2 separate regions of the Hordeum vulgare genome follow, and region 1 is linked to region 2. A link is a contact called in public Hi-C data. All regions are on one chromosome and are shown on one strand. Each heading gives the region's core, a stretch centred on a gene start, on an enhancer-like site or on the middle of the called end of the contact. The rest is flanking DNA. Distances are from core to core; before and after follow the strand shown. Region 1 has its middle 19 kb from the start of LOC123428150. Region 2 has its middle 74 kb from the start of LOC123431040.

Evidence for each region. Hi-C and Micro-C count contacts between places; a contact is called where the count stands out from the background.
Region 1: a Hi-C map of leaf shows a contact between it and region 2, with 6 times the contacts expected there. The contact joins two enhancer-like sites. A contact is called at or near these places in 3 of 6 Hi-C or Micro-C datasets (leaf and seedling).

Annotation. Positions count from the first base shown.
Region 1 is chr2H:635,703,035-635,709,657 of MorexV3_pseudomolecules_assembly, forward strand. No RefSeq gene overlaps it. Among protein-coding and RNA genes, the nearest start is that of LOC123428150, 19 kb to the right of the region's middle. Within about 2 kb of position 3,732, at least 3 of the 3 cell types and tissues checked have open chromatin away from gene starts, as enhancers often do. A contact at or near this core is called in leaf, where this site is marked.
Region 2 is chr2H:635,570,641-635,576,706 of MorexV3_pseudomolecules_assembly, forward strand. No RefSeq gene overlaps it. Among protein-coding and RNA genes, the nearest start is that of LOC123431040, 74 kb to the right of the region's middle. Within about 2 kb of position 1,726, at least 2 of the 3 cell types and tissues checked have open chromatin away from gene starts, as enhancers often do. A contact at or near this core is called in leaf, where this site is marked.

The sequences.
Region 1 (6,623 bases), core at 2,482-4,981, 130 kb after region 2:
CCGAAGCAACGTTCGTACGTAGTACGTGCATATACGGCATTTCATCGTCAGAAAACTTATACTGGGGCACGGCACGGACATGTACGTTGATACCGCACTGCCTGTTTCCGACACGGCAGTAATTAGCTCCACCGATCTCGCTCGATCGCATGCATGGGAATATTAAACTATACATGCTCTGAGCCTGAGTTGTTGCTGTTCATCCGGTGCTACGGCATGCATGTTTGAATGTGTATATGATCCATTAAAGTCCCTTGTAAATCTCACAAGCTTGGCATTGCTTCCTTCCTGCGCTAGATGCGTACGTTACTCGCATCAATTGCTAAGATACGGACGTATGTTTTCTGTCCGCATCTGCTGGCAAATGCATGCATCCACCAACAGAAACATCGTACAACCGGTGCCTTGTTTACTTCCTCGGAATCAACAACCTCTCCATCGATCCATATCGATCAATCGATCGTGCATTGCATTGTTAAACATGGAATGGATCGACGGATCGTCTTTGTTATTCAGGGTTCGATCAGGTGGTTAGGTAGTGAGCTCACGGCTGACGCATTTTGGCATATGGCCGCCAGCATAAACTACGCATTGGTGGATTGTGGTGCTGCCTTTGACACAAGCACGCTAATACTTAAACAGCATGGCATCAGTTTGTCTCACCAATTATCTCAGCACAGGACCACATATATACTACTAGGTACAAGTGTACAGCTGATGCTTCAAGTGGTGCACCCATTGATCAGAGCGTCAACGCACTATCTGATCGCCGCCTTATCGACTAGCACATGACCAACATGTACATACATAATCATATACAGCATGGGAGCCATGGAGCTGTTCCAAATATATTTTTTACAGAAATGCAGTGATGCATGCACCTCATACATCCAGAACCCAGAGTTATGATTAACCTGCCTGCAGCTAGCAGTGCAGGCCGGTACGTACAGGTAGATGCTCATGCTCCTGCAGTGGCTGTGCGTATCGTGCAGTGCTACACTGCTGCCATGGCTGATGACCTGATGTTACACTTACCATGGCCGGCCGAGCCGTCCCGTCCCGGAGTGGCACAACAGCGGAGAGACCGGCGGGGTCGCCGTTGTCGCCCCCGCCGTTACAGTAAGAATGTTCAGAGATGCTGAAATAGTTGCTCACTGTAAGGCTGAGCGATGTTGGCGTTGGTTTCCACTGTGACTCCATCTTAGTCAGCGACCGGCTGATCGAGCTGGCTACTGCTTGCGAGACGCGACGTTTCGGGCTCGATTGGATTCGGTTGTGCCACTGTTCGGGACTGTTGTCGGGAACAGCAAAGCTCAAGCAAGTATCTGAAACTATTCTCGACGAGTACGTCTTCTGTAAGTGCCACTACTCGCATCCCTTCCTTTTCCTTTTTGAAAGACATTATATTTCCGGGTTTTTTTCTTTTTGCAGCGTGGCTTGATATTTCCGTTGAGCACTTAACTGATAGAATTCAGTCCGGAAGGGCAAAAAAAGTAGGATCAAAAGTTTTTGCTGATAAATTCAGACGAAACTTGGCGGTCCAAGCAAGCTCAGAATTCAGACAAGATCGCATGTATATATGATGTATAAGGTGGATCACGACCTCAACCATATAAACTAGAAGATGGGTCAAATACATAATATCCACATAATACATATACTCAACAGGGAGGGCAGCGGCCTCACCGGTGACGGTGGGCGGTGGACAGGCTTGCCGCAAAGGAGGAGGAGCACCGTCTACACCCATGCTTGCCGCAAGTCGGCGGCGGCATCCTTTCTCGGCGTCAAGTACGGAGCCACCGCTCCTCTCCCGCAACTAGATCTAAGTTTTATCTATGTGTTTCATTTATGTATCAACTCCAGTGTGTTGTGATAAACATGGTAGCGGGAACTGTGTTTTATCTATGTTTTTAAATTTACAATATGCTTTTGCGTTATGTGTTCAGTCGGGCGCATCAAAGATTTTACGGGATGGTAATATAGCGCATCTGCTAGAGTTGTTCTTAAGGTTTTTCTTTTTCTTGTTTCACTAGATGGTTGTCAATGTGTTGTAATGGTTTATAAATATTTTAGTAGGTTAGCTAGTGATTTATATGTGCGTAGTGTGATTGTGTAAGAAAATAAAATTTTATTGGTAAACCTTTAAATGGTATCCCCGGAAAGAAAATTGGTAAGCATTTACTATATACGTAAGAAAGCATAATTTTATTTTCAAACTCAATAAGAGGTGGGGTAGTCTACGCGGTTTTCAAGTAAAATTGAAGAAAAACCCTGAGATGAAAAAAATACAAAAAATAAGCAAGAGGGATAGGATTGTATTGAAGGTTGGACAAAGCACAAGCAGACAACATAAACTCATATTCATTTTAAATAATAGAGAATTCTTATTAACGAATTTTATGTTTATTTTTATAAGTTGTAGTTGTGTCCTTCGTATTCCTTTTTTAGAAATATCATTAGCACCTTATAAAATAAGTATATTACTTACAACTCGTGAATATTTTAAATAAATAATGTATATTCTAAAGAACTCATGAACATTTCAATGTCTCCTGAATACAATTTTATTTATTTGTTTATTTTCAAATTTGTGAACATTTTAATAAATTCAATAAATAAATGTTTCATAAACAAGGAAAATGGAAAAATAAATGAAAGAAATGAAGAGAATGCGGAATTTTCTATAGTCTACTAATCCCGGCAAAATGGGGCGCCCCTATGTCTGCTTTACAGCAAGATGTAGGGCAACCTCGCATGAAGGCGAGTGCGAGATGAGCCAGCCCAGGCATGCGGGAGGCCGCAGCCTCAACTGTTTTCTTTTTTATAATATTTTGTCTTGTTTTTGTTACTCTTGTTTATATTTTCAAACATTTTATATTTATATTTAAAAAACAATTACAATGTATATTACAAAAATTATAAACACTAGCAAATATGTTCGTGCGTTGTATCGAGAGAAAAAAATGACAAGCTTTGCTGCGAAGCAAAACTCAGTTATCATTAATTAGGTTGGGCATTTGGATGATAAATGTGATGATGAAAAAAATGATGAATCAATTAATAATAGGATTCTTTGGGACCCTAATCGGGTGAACAACTTTATATTTAGACTACCATACTCATAATAAAAATATCCTATATTTATTATTTATTTTGAGTTACGGACGTGAGACAATAAAAGTGTGGTATAATTCGTCCGATGTCCATGCATGTATGCTTCAGTCGTGTGCGTTGACCGTGTACTCCTTGTCGTATATATGTTCTAAGTTTCTGTTATGTTGCGATATACTATATAGAGTTCTCCATTGCAATTGCATCTCTACTTAGTCTGTTGCTCCATTCACGTTTACTGGACAGAAACACAGTAAAATTATTATTTTAGATTGTCAAGTTGAACCTTAATACAGAAAGCAGTTGAGAGAACAAACGTATACCACATCCATTTATGTGCACGGCTGCACTGAATTTATCTATCCATGATGGAAAAGGCCAACACGTCTAGAAGAGACCAGCCACCTCGCTGCGTCCATCAACACGCGAGATCAACTTCCCGTCGCTTCGGTTTCTCTACCGCGATATTCACATCCCGACCTCCCGCTAGTCTCGCAGAAGAGACACGTTGCTCCGGCTAGCTTGAGGCCGCCGTCGGGATCCTCACGCTGCAGTCGGCCCGCTAGAGACCGCCATCGCTCCAGCACCAACGGCCGGCCCACCATGGATCTTTCTTGGGTGCTGGCTCCGGCCCGCTCAAGGCCGTCGTCGCTCCAGCACCGACGGCCACTCGATGGCCGGCCTGCCATGGATGGATCTTACTCCGGTGCTCTTCTTTCAGCCTCTGCTCCCTCTGTTTGCTGATTTGTAGCCAGCAGCACACCAATTTGGTGTCTTATTTTTCTCTTTTACTCGCTCACAACATTCCCCATAATTTAATTTATGCATCTGTTTGTTGATTCTCTAGTCAGCTTGCTGATTTCCAGCCAACTCGCACTTGTATATAAATTGGTGTAATTTGATAAAAAAGGCAAGGTGGGGCTATTTTAATTTGTGGTGAATCCTATTTCTAGCACAGGCATACCTTGTTCAATGGGGTTAGGAGAGGCCCTCTCGCGCAAAAGCACGCCAGCGCCAAATTCCCGAGCTCACTTCACGGCGGTCCGACCGCCTTCTTCGCCCCATTCCAGGGCTCACCTTGCCGGAGAGGGCCGCCTGGGATGGAGGAGGCCGTCCGCGCCACCTCGTCATTTGCTTGGCTGCTGCGGCGGGACGCCGACGACAAGAGGCGCAGCGACGCGAAGGATCGCCGGATAGAGGATCCCGCGGTGCTACCCGCGGTGAAGGACTAGGCCGGAGGGAGGATCCCGGCGTCGCATGGTCACCTCTCCGTTGAGCTGCCAGCCGCGGGTGCGTGTGGATATGAAAACACTGACCAAAAATGAAACGGGGAGGGAAGGACTGCGGGTTCCATTACCAGAAAAGAGGAGGGCTTTTTTGTAAAAATGTCCCGGTGGGTTTTCCGACAGAAGCGATAGCCTCTTTATTATTAGGTAAAGATTTGGGAATGTTAATAAAATATTTGAACATGTTAAATATGTAAAAACACAAATGTTTCTCATTATACGAAAAATGATTGCAAAATATATACAGTGTCTATGAAAAAGTTGATGGCATAATTGAAAAATATCAATCAAGCACGTCGAAATAAATGTTGATAAAGTGTTTGAAAAATATATGATAAGCTTGTGAAAAATGTATGACAAACTTTTTAAAAATGTAAAAATTTTATAAAAAATGTTTCTCATTTATACAAAAGGTATACAGTATGTATACACAATTTTGATCATATATCTAAATGTATTTCAAAATTTTAAAAATATTCGTTTTGTACATGAAAAAATGAATAGAAGAAATAAGCAATAAAAACATATATTGAAGAAAACGTTAACCATGTATTCAATAAAGCATTCAAAAAGTATATATCATGTATTTGATAAATTTACCAAAACATATCACAAAGCTGTTTCACGTGTATGCTAAAAATGTACACTCACCACTGAAAAAAAAAGGCATGTGTTGAACAAAAGCCAAATGATAATAAAAACCAACGAAGAAAGAAAAAGAAAATGAACAAAAGCAAGAAAAAGGAAAAAATGAAGCATGACGAATAAAAATTGAAAGCAGGGAAGAAAAAAAGTAAACCAAGAAAATAATAAATAAAACCAGCGAAGACCAGGACAAAAAATGGAAACCGACAAAGAAACAAAAAAATTAAAGACGAAATAAATAAAAATATAACACTAAATCAGTGGGTAAAATGAAGAGAATGATGAAAAACAAAGGAAAAAACAAGCATGCGAAGAAACCCGGGAAGATGAAAAGAACCTGAAGGAATAAACGAATAAAGGAAAAAAGATACCACACACATGAGCGCGAGTGGACGCACGTTAAGCCGATAACATGCTGGTTCAGAATTGCCCATACTCAAAATAAAAAAACGTTAGGCCAGACAGACCTTAGTCTTGGAAAATCCTATTTCTCGCTCTGTGCAAAACGATGTCAAGGCTTCGTACAGAGCTGGGGATCGGGCTGGCCCTGGTAATGGAGCTACCGTGGCCGCTTTTGGAAACCTTCCGGCCGGTTTTTCTCGGCTTTGGTAAACTTCTAGAAAGTTTCCTGAACCAGTTTTTTCTTTTTCATTTTTCTTTATTCTTTTTATTCCTTTTCTTTTCCGTTGACAATCAAAAAAATGTTCTTTATTTTTCAAAAACTGTTCTCGGTTTGCAAACTAGATTTTCAGATTCAAACTAGTTCTCAGTTTCAAAAAACGTTTTTAAGATTCAAAAAATGTTCAGGCATTAAAAAATTGTTCGCGCTTTCAATTTTTTCAGGATTTTCCGGAAATGTTTCCAGTTTCAAATTTTGTTTTAAAAAATCAAAAAAGTTCATGCTTTAAAAATATGTTTATGCTTTTCAATTTGTTTGGTGGTATTCAAATTTGAACTCAGTTTCAAATTTTGTTCTCAAGATTGAAAAAATGTTTGTGACTTCAAAAAATGCTCGCGCTTCCAAATTGGTTCACGATTTTTCAAAAAAGTTCTCGGTTTTCAAATTTGTCTCAACATTCAAAAAATATTCGTGCTTTAAAAATGTGTTCGCGCTTTCAAATTTGGTCCTTTTTTTCAAAATTCTTCTCTTTTCAAGATTTTTTTCTCAAGATTCTAAAAATGTTCGCGTTTTAAGAAATTGGTCGTGCTTCGAAATTTGTTCACGTTTTTTCAAAATTGTTCTCGGTTTTATAATTTGTCCTCAAAATTAGAAAAATGTTTGTGCTTTAACAATTTATTTGGGATTTTAAATTTGTTCGGGCTTTCTCAAAATTGGTCTGCTTTTTAAAATTTTGTTCTCAAGATTCAAACAATATTCATGCTTGAAAAAATTGTTTGCGCTCCCAAATTTGTTCATATTTTCTTAAATTGTTCTCGGTTTCAAAATTTGTTCTGAAAATTCAAAAAATATTTGTGCTTTAAAAATTTATTCAAGCTTTCTAATTTGTTCAAAGTTTTTCAGAATTGTTCTCATTTTCAAAATTTTATTCTCAAGATTCAAAAAATGTTCGTATTTTACAA
Region 2 (6,066 bases), core at 476-2,975:
ATATAATAATAACATTATTGTCTCTAGGACATATTTCCAACATCATTGACATGAAAAGCGTGTCTACGATCTCGATAGGCTACCTAGCCTCAAAAATCGACAAAAAAAGAAGTGATAAGTTTCATTTCAGATTTGTGAATAAGAGCATCTATGATCGGAACTTGCTAATATGGGCCCTCATATTCCCACGGACGCGCCACGGCGTTTTCGCGGGTACTGACTGGTCACGGCTCAAACAATCCATTCTACAACCGAACACCTCAAATATCATGTCTCAGATCCATACAAACCAGGCAACTACTACGTCGGTGCACTACACACATCGTCTGACTACTCCATTAATACTAATATGCCATCGGACTATCTATATTAGGCATGCTTGGCTATGGTGGAGATCAGCCACGACTACCCTTGCCCTTTCCCGAGCCCTTGCCGTCCTTCTCGCCGAAGTACTGGTCATAGACGCAGTACGGATCAAGCCGGATCTGCTCGTCGCTGGAGCTGTCCTCGCCGTCACTCAACTCCTTCTCCTCCTTTAATGGTAGTCCGGCCATTTCACGGACCGTCCCATTATGCTCACGGGCGAGGGCCCGCGTGTTCCTTCGTCGTCGTTTCTTCAAAATGCGGGCGCAGATGGCTTACTCCTTAACCCCGTCTGTGCAACCGCATCAACCGCCTCCGATGCCGCCATCTTCTTCGCTAGACAGACCTTGGCGGCCCTTATCCTCTCCTTCCCGTGGATGGCGGCCCGATCCCGGTGGGACTCGAAATCTGCTGGATCGGTGAAGGGGAAGGAGAGATTTTTCGCCCGACGAGACCGCGATGTTCCTGTCCCACAGGAACCGAGCGCCCCTTTGAGCGGACGCTATGGAGTCGCAGCGGATAGATCCTGCCGTCGGTTGGGCGATATCCTCTTGGGAGCAGCGGAGTGCAATGCGGGCCGTCCTTGCCTCCTCCAATCCACACGGGATGACCTCCTAGTCGATGATCCGTACTGATCGGAGTCAGATCCACTGCCCTCCATGTCGGAGAAGGCCGGAGATCGCCTGAGTAGAGCTAGGGTGACGGATGGGAGTGCAGGGTAGTGGAGTGAAGTGGCTAGGATTTGGTCCAATGAGCAGATGGGGATAAATATATGTGGGATCGATGCGGGCTAGTGCGGGCATGCCCGGGCGTCCCCATATCCGCCCCATATTCGGACTAGATATGAGGGGTGCCTGTCAGCCCGGACGTTTGATGCCGATTTGGAAGATCCGGCTGGGTCGAAATTTTATGACCGGTGAGTGAACGGACGGTCTGCACGAACGTTTAAGGGGGTATGGGGTCCGGCTATAGATGCTCTAATAAACCTAAAAAAATAGACCTGAAAAAAGACACAAAACATCCATTTGTTTCTTAGGAAGCAATACTCACTCACTTTGTGAAATACTTGTTCCATGCACAAAATTTGTTTGTTTCAACGCGGTAATTTCGCAAATACAACACAACTCGGACGGCTTATACGGCCTTTTCTTAATTATTGTTGGTAGTTAGGACATACCAAGTGTGGAACAGTGGGAGTTTGAGTGTGGCCATAAACTCCACATTTGGAAGATGCTCAACGTATGGCTATAAGAGTTTGTTGAGGAAAATCTAGCTGGATGTCAGCTTAGACGTTAATGCATTCCTTATTGGGAAGTAGGCATCACAACCCATGTCCCATTCCTAGTACCCAAACTGTAGCTGGACCAATATAGATGCCCAAGAAATTAGCTACCGGTCCATGTAATCTAGACCTAACTTGGTACCGCCATAGTGATGGTGATGATGAAGAAAGGGCAACATGATCTGGTGGCCGGTGGGTGTGAGTAACCATTGCAAAACATAAAGCAGGATGTTTTGTACATACCATTACCATATAAACACAAGAGGGCAAATATAGTAGTACTCCATTCAGTTCAGTTCAACTTTGAGGTTTTTCCTAGTGTGTCCTACCTTAACTGTTTCCAGTGAAGTTATAGGTAATATGTGCTTATTCTTATCTTTCCAGGAAGAGTATGGACTCGGCTTTATCTTATCTTTTTCTGAATTATTGATGACGTATAGCGCCATTGTTTTCCTCGACGCCGACTAGTCGATCACCCTTCAAAGTCTACACATCGAGAGCTTAACATGGACACGAACATCGAACCAACTCCTACATACATAGTTTCATCTTTTCTTCTCTTTTCTTTCTTGAAACATGCTAGATGTGGGGTTGCAAGTTAATTGCAACCCTGCAGGACAAAGGTGGCAACTATATCACGGATTTGTTAATAGATATTAGGAGTTAGGACGATGTTGTACAGCCACAGTGGGTTTCATTCAATACCCTTTCTTTTCTTGTGTTAGCTCTCCCTAACCCAGCTTGACACACACCCATGTTGTTTGTTGGCTATTACAAATAGCAGTTATGTTTTTTATCAAGTACTTGCTGTTACTAGTTAGAAAAATGTCAGGTGATACTACAGATGGAGCTTCATATAGCTTTGAAAGGAAGGGACACCTTTTCGCGGTAGCATCCTGTCAACAATTGTGGTGGTTGGTTGTGTCAAGAGATTCAAACTTGAAATGTTGCAGCATCACACATCAACGCAGGACATGGGCATCATCTCTTTTCCTTGCCTTACTAAATTATGAAGGTGCCTAGCTTGATCAGAGATTTCCTGCTCCTCCTGTTCTGCTACGCTGCGCTGCAGAGGAAAGAGTATTCAGAAGTGGAGGAGTTGTGTATACGAAGGCGTGCCTACTTTAGACTGTTTCTGCTTATTACATTGGCGTACATGTGAGAGCAACAACAGCATGGGAGGAGATGGTACTACTGTGGTACTTCCCAGCAGCAGCAGCAGCCGTGACACCATCAAGATTTGACCAGTAAAAAAGGATGCCGATTTACTGCCCCCGTATTCAGTCATTCTTCCGTCATCAACCACAAAAGGTATATACATTTTTGACCACACGCAAAGAAAGCTATACCCCATATCTGATGCCTGTGTCGAGTCACGGAACCGCCCATCTCCTCTTCTGGTCATCGTCTACCTCTGCATGTCTCCTCTTCAAACCCCTCCTATCCTCTGCCGCGATGGCGTCACTCCACTTGCCTCTTCTCTCCTCTCGTTCTCGCCTGACTTTTTGAACTGAAACCAAAGAGCCTTTCGGTGCATGTCTCCCTGGTCGGTCACCTTCACTGCACCTCGGCATGCCATGCGGCAGAAGAATCAGGACTTGAGGATCGGAGGCCGCGTGATCCCTGCGGCTTTCTCTTGCAAGGCGACAAGACAAGCCAGGCCTGCGCTTGTGCGGGAAACAGCACCTCCTCGTCAGACCTGCACGCCGCGCATGGATCTGCATGCATGTGCAGGTCGACGTGAACTGAAATATTTCCGTGGGGGAGACACACGGAATCGATGCGGGCCGTGGACTGCAAAAGCCGGTGCGTCTCTCGCAAGAAAGGAAAGGAGAACTTGCGTTGCGTTCTGGGCATTCAACTGAGCCAGCCAAACTCAAGTAAGGAATGAATGAAGGGACCCTTTTCTTTTCTGTCCTTTTCCATTTCTTATTACTCATGCTATTCTGAAACTAGTGATATCCTTTTTATAGCATAGTACAAACGCGGATGCTTTTATAATCATACATTCATATATACATAGCTTACATTCAGTAGTGGAGCTCGAATCAAACCATGTCTGAAGCAGTCTGTATGGCTGCAGTGTAATACAGCCGGACATAGCAAATATGCACCATAAAAACAACTCCAACATAGCGACCTATTTCGTCTGCCTCCGTTCGTTTGGGTTCGAATGGATAAAAGTGATGGTCCAGCATGCGGACTCATTGTTAAAACGCGTCCGCTTCGCCTCCACGCCCACCCATTTTCGGCTTAAATTTAGGACTAAAATGGATTAGCGTGGATGCAAAGACGGCGCGCGCACCCCCTCTCGGTGTCCGCATGTGGTCAACCTGACCCACTTGTCACACAGTCACCCACCCACGTCTGCCTGCTTATTTAATTTGCTGGCCTCATGCTATTCTGAAACTATTATTTTATTGCCACAGTACTGCTGCTCACTTGCTTTCCGTTGGATGCATATGTTGACTCATTTAAAAAAACGAACACGGACAGGCTGGCGGACGACCCAAACGGACGAAAAACGGACAAAATCGTCGTTCGTTTGGTTCGACCCGTTGAAGTTTCTCTAAATGTCCGCGAACGCGCCCGGTGAGTGGTCGGGCGTGTCCCTTATTTGTCCATCCGCGTAGCCACAATCCTCATTTCTTCCTCAAATGTCCGATCACTTGCTTACGATTGGTGAAGAGAAAGAAAGAGAAAGAAAAGAAGAAATAAAAAAGGAAAAGATGGTCCGGATAGGGTCGCATCCTACGTGACGAACTGATCGGACACGCCCAAACACGTCCGTGAACTCTCATATCCTTCTTATATTTAAGATGACCTGAACGTATAAGAATGATATGGGTCCGGTTAGATCATTTCTTGATTCTTTTTCTTTTTTTTCTTATCATTAATTGGACGCGTCCGTAACATATGAAGGGTTGTTTGAAGCGTCCGGCTGTAGATGTTTTAAGAGCGTCCGATTCGATATTGAAGAGGATGCGGTAGGAGTACTTTGCTGCAATCAAGACCTTCGTACAAAATTCGACGCATATTCATTTTCTACCGAAAATACAATGCGAGGGTCCGTATTCTAGTGCAGTATATGTGGTACTCTATAGTTCTAGACGGAAAAGACGGGTTGCGGTTGGCTGTGGGGTTGCTTAGTAGAACAAACTCATCTTAAACCATTACGGAAGATGGACAAGTACCGCAGATAGGGGAACCTGACACGTACGTTCCAGCATCAATGCAAGTGTTTTTGTTTTGTAGCTCAACGCCTATACTGTTCGATTAACTTCTGATGCAACGTACGTACGGCAATTCCTCAGAAAACTTATACAGTAGTATATAGGTTGCCGTGCATGGGGCACGGGCACGGCACGGACTTATGGGCATGTTTCCTATTCCCTTCGTTCCTAAATATAAATATTTTAAAAGGTTTCACTAGGTTGACTACACTAGGTTGACTACATACGGATGTATATAGACATATTTTAGATTACTAGCACAAATGCCCGTGCGTTGTAACGGAAGACATTGTTACATGTCTCATGTCTACACCTATATCCCTCATTTCTCGTCTCAATTTGTCACATGCGCATGTGCTGCAACGTGAATGAAAATTCTTCACACTCCTGTGGTTTTTCCATATGCTTTTTGAAGAGAAAAAAATGGCCAGTGACAATAGCCCTTAAAAGGGTCCCCACAATTCTGTGTTTTATTAATAAAAAATATGTTTGATAACAAAGATACGCTTATCTAGGATCGAACCGAGGACTATGTGGTAAAAGGTTTAACCTCTAGCCATTGGGCTACTAATATGATACTAGTAAATTAGCAATCCACTCGTAAATACCCATAATAAAACGTATTGGCTTTACAAAAAAATATATGAAACGTTAGGCCTTGACGTTGTGAGAGACAGCCTGGCGCTGCGGCTTGAGCTGCGCGGCCCACACGAGCGGATGGGGCAGCGAGCGAGGGGCCAACGGGAGCTCGTCCCCTTCCTCCTGCCCGAGGTAGGGAGGCAACGGCGATGGACTCCGGCGAAGCAACGACGCCTGGAGCGGATCCGGCGAGAATGGGTCCATGGCAACATGATCTGGGCGAGGGAGTGTGGATCTGAGCGTCGACGTGCTAGAGATGCGGCTGGGAGTTCGGGCGTCCATGTCGGTGTCTGGTAGAGAAAAGACGGTGAGGCAGGAGAGAGATAAAAGGGAAGAAGAAGGGGCGAGCGACGCTGATGGCCTGGGTCACCCGCGAGGCTCCGGCCGGAGTTGGTCGACAACGCGAGGTGGACGGGGTCGGGCGGCGTGGGAGCTCCGGCTGCGGTCAAACTCGGTAGCTCCTCTCCCAGATCTGGCGCGGGGCGCGGGCGACAACTGCTTGGCCAACATCGGGCCCGGGGCGGGTCGAATATGGGCCCAGCGGGTTCG